2 separate regions of the Mus musculus genome follow, and region 2 is linked to region 1. A link is a contact called in public HiChIP or PLAC-seq data. All regions are on one chromosome and are shown on one strand. The core of a region is the stretch at or near the end of the contact, and the rest is flanking DNA. Distances in the headings are between cores, read along the strand shown. Region 1 has its middle 33 kb from the start of Dgkh. Region 2 holds the start of Vwa8 (von Willebrand factor A domain containing 8).

Evidence for each region. HiChIP or PLAC-seq counts read pairs in DNA pulled down with a chosen protein or histone mark.
Region 2: an H3K4me3 HiChIP or PLAC-seq map of bone marrow-derived macrophages shows a contact between it and region 1, with 2.9 times the contacts expected there. The contact joins the promoter of Vwa8 here to the enhancer-like site in region 1. A contact is called at or near these places in 7 of 39 promoter capture datasets (3T3-L1-derived adipocytes, the C10 cell line, embryonic stem cells and 3 more), 2 of 484 Hi-C or Micro-C datasets (the N1E-115 cell line and nephron progenitors), 6 of 115 datasets of contacts at active chromatin or transcription factors (bone marrow-derived macrophages, embryonic stem cells, forebrain and 3 more) and 3 of 9 other capture datasets (adipose tissue, liver and pancreatic islet).

Annotation. Positions count from the first base shown.
Region 1 is chr14:78,763,763-78,766,739 of GRCm38.p6, reverse strand. No RefSeq gene overlaps it. Among named protein-coding and RNA genes, the nearest start is that of Dgkh, 33 kb to the right of the region's middle. Within about 2 kb of position 1,544, at least 2 of the 459 cell types and tissues checked have an H3K27ac peak or open chromatin away from gene starts, as enhancers often do. A contact at or near this core is called in bone marrow-derived macrophages, where this site is marked.
Region 2 is chr14:78,847,414-78,850,563 of GRCm38.p6, reverse strand. It overlaps Vwa8 (von Willebrand factor A domain containing 8), which reads right to left and starts at 1,386. Exons shown (of 45, transcript NM_027906.1): 1 at 1,121-1,386. The coding sequence starts at 1,280.

The DNA.
Region 1 (2,977 bases), core at 295-2,794:
GATTAAGTTAATGGAGGTGGGAAGACTCCACTGTAACTCCAGGTGGCACCATTTCACAGGTTGGGTGGTCTTGGACGGAATAGAAAACAGAAATCAAGTTGAGCATAGAGCATCCATCTCTATCTGCTCTTTCACCTGGGATCCAATGTGACCAGCTGTCTCAAGCTCCCGCCAAGGTGACTTGCCCATCATGATGAACTGCCCCATCTAACCATTAGCCAAAACAAACCTTTCTTTCTAGAGCTACTTTTGTTAGGTATTTTGTCACAGTAGTGAGACAGGGAACAACCACAGATAGCAGCATTTTTAATGTGTGGAGTTCAGCCTTCATTAGCTACACAGTTTTCTCTGGAGCTTCCTGTGAACACCTTAGTTTTGTTTAATAGAAACTGTAGATATTTGATATCGAAATACCCACCTGGGTAGCACAAATGATGCATGGCCTTCCTACAGATATTAGTAGGATTCTGTGCATACAAATGAAGCAACAGTTTTGTATTTGGGTAGTAGCCATAGTGAAACATGTGCTTTTGTTCTAAAATGTCCAAAATGATGAGAATTACAAGCTTTTCAAAGATCACATGGCAACTCAGCTATTCGCGCCATTCATTACCTTTCCCTTTTTGGATTTAGAAGCAGACAGCAGCCACTAGACTGTTGGCCTCCTTATGGTTACTCTTAGCAGAAAATGAGTCTGAATATTTTCACTGCAAGTTGTACTATCAAAAGTCTAGAGACATCTGCATTTCTCATGTCCACTGTCTTAGAGTTTCAGTTGCCGTGTCAAAAAGCACCTTGGGAAGGAAAGGTTTCTTTTGCTTATACTTTTAGATCATAGAGCATCACTGGAGAAAGTCAGGACAGGAACTTAAGCAGGGCTGGAACCCGGAGGCAGAAGCAGAGACAAAGGCCTTAGAGGGGTGTTGTTTACTGGTCTACTTCCCACAGCTAGCTCAGCCTCCTTCCTTACAGAACCCAGGAAGACCATCCTAGTGATGGCCCCACCCACAATGAGCTGGACCCTCTCCCATCAATCACTACCTGAGAAAATGCCTTATAGCTGAATTTCAAGGAGGCATTTCCTCAACTGAAGCACCTTTTTCTCTGATGTCACTAGCTAGGGTCAAGTTGACTCCCAAACCCGCCAGTTCATCCACAGGAAACATGGAAGAAATCTGACACTGCCCCCTCCCTCCCCAGGGTTTCTCTGTGTAGCTCTGGCCGTCCTGGAACTCACTTTGTAGACAAGGCTGGCCTCCAACTCAGAGATCTACCTGCCTCTGCCTCCAGAGTCCTGGGATTAAATGCGTGTAAAACCAAAATGATGGCACAATTCAGATTTGACTCCTTTTTTAACGTCTCTCTTATAGAGCAAATAAATAAGCTAAAGCAGAAAGGAAACAGTGCTTCCTGGTTCTTGGAAATTCCCCCCAAGAATTTTGATTTGCATATTATTTGAAGAAGCACTCCATATTCCTGACCAAAACTTAGAAGCAGGAGTCAGGCTTGTCTCAAGGGTGCCGGAGCAATTGCTCACCCAATAGATTTAAATGCTGTATGACTTCATTTCCCTTTTTGGGTTCCTCTTCATTTAAAACAAGAACAGAAATATGGTGTGAACTATCTGGGAAAAAATTGCTTAAAATGTTTTAATGTAGTCTAAAATCCAACAGAAATAAGAAATACTTACTATTGCTGTGAAACTCTGTTTTCCCCCCTCATTATTAATGCTGATTTAATTTATTTGATATTTATTCCTTAGGGAAGCCATTGGGACCCTTCTCTAAACCCAACCCCTTGGCCGAGTTTGCTCTTCCACCCAGCCCTTGACACAAAAATCATGGTCTTCATTCCTTTAACTTTGAGTCTCAACAGCTAGGCAAGACTTGTTGTTGACTCTGCCTTGTCCCATCCTGCCCCCGACACCCCCCCCCCTGTGTGTGTGTCTATGTTTGGTGGAAAGAGAAGGGCTCAAGAGTATAATTGACCAGATAAAGAAAGAAGGGTGACAAGGAAGCTAGAGAAGAAGAGCTTCAGGAAGAAGCAATTGTCCCCAAAGCCTGGAATAGTGCAAAGAAACTGGTTGAGTAAACTCTGGAATAGAACAGCCTTGAGCAATTCACTGGTGGCTTGATTAATGGAGGCTCCCATTGTGTCGGATACTTCAGACTTATAGAGCAGTCTGTGAATGTTGTATCCCCCATGTCGTTCTTGCTGTTGAAGCACCCAGGCTGCACTCTGTGGACCCTCACTAACACACTTGGCATTTACATTTATAAGGCAACTTGTCATGATGTCATGAGCTTTGACAAGATCTCAACTTTAGAAGGGCAAGAGAGTAGCCATCAGTGATCTCAGCTTGGCAAGATGTGCAACTGCTAAAAAAGCTAAAAAGCTGAACAAGAAGGGTGTCAGCACATGGCTTGGGTTGCATCTTCCTAGGGTACCCCTGGGAACCTCAGAAACACTAAGCCAAGCAGTTCTTTCTTGGGAGGAGAAGGAGTTTCTGGTGATGGATGGAGCCCTCAGAATAACTATGGAAGGTTTCAGGACAAACACAGTGGTGCTGACCAGGGCTCAACTGTGTAGGAGGGAAAGACTATTCTGAGATCCAAGGAGGAGGAGTCTCACGTTTCGTTTTCTGTTTCTTTATTATATCAGTTTCATTCGTGCCATTTTCACTTGCGTTTATAAACTAGTATGTAAATTATTCATGATGGTCTCTAGTCATTTTTTTATATTTTAATGTTCACAATTGTATTACAAACACCCTTAAAAAGGAGAGACTAGTAGTATGAATGCCTATGAAGTTGGCTGTGTTACCACACGCAAGACATTAAAGAAACTACTAAGTATTTATGAACACTCAACATCAAAAGCTTTAAAAATCTAACTATATAGTGGCCCTCAAAAAACCTACAGCTTGCAAATCATGGTGGAGTACACAACTAATCCATCACCAAGGAGGCAGAAGGAG
Region 2 (3,150 bases), core at 137-2,636, 84 kb before region 1:
AATTAAATGTTCTATCTGCTGACTCATGGCTCTTATAGTTAGCTAGAGAGTATAAATAAATAAATAAATAAACAAACAAACAAACAAACAAACAAACGGAGTCTACCCAAAACTGCTCAACCTCAAAGCCTGTCAGATTGTACCACATTCTACCCTTGACATCTGCCTTCTCTGATAAGAGTGTATTATCATCTGGACTGGTGAAATGATGGATTTATTAGATGAGATGATACTATCTGGAGATGACACACACAAGGAGGTGAACCTAGTGAGACAAAGTAGATTCTTTGAAAAGTAGGTCTTATCCCCGATTCCTCTCTCTCTGCCTCCCTGAGAGAGCAGCTTCCCTCTGCTAAGTCCTCTTGTCATCACGAATTTCTGCCTCACCACAGGCCACAGTGATTAAAGTATTAAGCATACACTGAAACATCTGTAACTTCCAGCCAAGAAATCTTCCCTTGTTTTAGGCTGCTCTGTGTGTGTGTGTGTGTGTGTGTGTGTGTGTGTGTGTGTGTGTGTGTGTGTTTTAATGTTGTCACGCAGATGAAAACTGAGTAACAGAGTGGAAAGCAAGTACATGCTCTAGAAGCTATAATCGAGGACAGGCAAGTTTTGAATCGCAATTTCACCTTGTGATCCTCAGCGAGGCACTTTTTTTTTTTGTTTCCCTCTTTTTTGGGACTCATTCATTCCGACTATAGTATAGGGTTTTAACTAAAGCGATGACTTTCAGTTCTAAGAGTGCTTGAAACCGAGTCTTCTGTTAAAATTGGGAAGGAACATGGGCACAGGTTCTCCAGCAAGATTGTACACGTGTCTATGCCATCACGAGCCCTACTTGGCTCATGACACAAAACCAAGCCCTCGGGAGTCAAAGGTCAAGGTCAAGCACGAGTCTTAACAGCCCCCAAAGGCTGCAGCATAAACCTCTCAGTGTCCTAGAGTCTACGTGAGGATTCTTGTACAAAAATCTCCAGTGGGAGAAAACTGTGTTCCTAGGCATCAGAGACCTTAGTCCGGACCCCTAAGGTTTCAGAGTGGAGCCCAGGGGGCGCCAGCGCCTTGCCCCACATCACAAAGCAGCGAGGGCAGCGGCAGCGAAGGCGGAGGGCCCAGTTACCTGAGTCGGTCGCCCCAGAGTGCAGCAGCCTGACCTCCAGCCGCTGCTGGTCCCCGCCCGGCCTGCCCCGCAACACCTGCCGCAAGAGCAGCCGCACTCGCCGGGAGGCCACGTCCCCAAGGCCGCCCGGGGCTCCTAGGAGGAGGAGGCGTGACTGCATGGTGCAGGAGGCATGCGTGGGACCTCCAGGGGCTTCGGACAAGCACAGTCCCTGGACCGGGCAGGAGGCGATCGGCGAGCGGGACAGGAAGCGGCAGGGAGGCGGGTCCGCCGGAAACTCCTTCCCCCGGCTCGCCGGGCTCTGCGGGATGGGCCCGGCCCGGGGCGGAGGGCAGGCCGAGCGCCAGCCGGTAGGATCGGCTACCGGAGCCCGGCGCGCCGCCCCAGGCGTGGTCGCCCCAGGGACGCCCGGAGCTGGGGAGATGCCAAAGACCTTTAGCACAGTTGAGCGTATGCCCTGTTTCTTTCTTGGCTGCTAGCCTACTGTGTTATGATGCACTGTGGGCTTTCCCCTCGATACTGCTTCGGATCTTTTTTCAGAATGGAGAAAATATTCAAGAGATTCTGGAACTTCACCTATTTTAATTCGTTGTCATCTTCCCAGGGTTTCCACACCACAGGCATTGAAAGCTTCAGTTTAGCCTTCCTTTGCCGCTCCTGTTTTATCATCTTCTAAACTGCAAGAGGAAATGTTACACTATAATGGTGAATGAAAAAACGTTCAACTACCAGAAGGATCCAGTCAGGCTACAAGGCAAGGGTTATATAAACATAATTTATGTCTTTAGTGAGGAAAAAGTAGGACACTTGACTAAGGCTCCCTCCCTACCATGCATTCCAAAAGCAGCAGCAGTCTTCCATAAAGCAAACAAAGTCTAATGTAATTAGGCTGCCTCCCCAAAATGTCAAGAGTGAATTAACCAAAGCAAAAAGTTTTAATGAAGTTCTGCACAATGAAATCAAACAAACAAGATGCAGGCCTGGCTCTCAGAGAATGGCCTTGCCAATTCTAGACCTACCTGTATCTTACATCCATATTAAGCACCCACCTCCCAGGCACTTAAACTTCCCGAGGAACTAAACTTAGAAGTAAATGGAGGTGGCAGAGAAATAATTTAAACTAGTTTGGAGAAATCGAAAATAAAGGAGTGAACATTAAAGATGTCAAAACAGCATAATTATTACATGGATAGATTCTCACTATTTCACAACCACACCTGTTAGGCCTCAAATCTGAGACAACCAGCTATAGGAGGTGCCAGTTAACAGATAAAAGCTAACAGAGGTCCCTGTTAACACATCAAAGCTGGTACTAGCCACTAGATCCTCCTCCTATCTCTCCATTCCCACCTGTTACAGGATCCTCCTGGTAGAGGCACTCAGTCCCCTACTCTGAACTCTCCAACCCAGAGGCAGTACTATCTTTCCCCCAAGCTGCTCTTCCATCTACAATCCAGCCTCTTTGACTACTCTGGTCCTCTTTTGGTCTCCTGGTCTGGCTTCCTGGATCCTGGCTCTCTCCTCTCCCAGCTTCCCCTCTACACACACACACACACACACACACACACACCACCCTCACTCAGGTGTTCATTTTCACTCTGAACCCTGCCAGATAGATGCCTCTGCCTCTGTGTTTTCTCCCTCACATCTATAATGCACCTTCTCCACCCTCTTACCCAGGAGGAGTCATATCCTCTTTTTATTTTCTTTTTGTTGTTGTTGTTGTTGTTCTTTTTTTCCTTTTCTTTTCTTTTTTAATCCCTATGTGAATTGGGTTAATGGCAAACATGCAAGCAGCATAGAAATTTACAAATTGCTTTTCCTCCTTTGAGCCTGAGATAGTTGACCATTGTTACAGTCAAGTAGATTAGGTCTGGATTTGACTAAAAGACAAGGCTCTGACCTGTCTATGAGGGCATTTCAAGGAAGCAGTAATTCAAAGGGGAAGACTCTCCCACCCAGCATGTGCAGTACCTTCCTGAGGAAACTTAAAAAGAAAGAGTTGGAGGGAAAAGCCTTTCTCTTGCTTG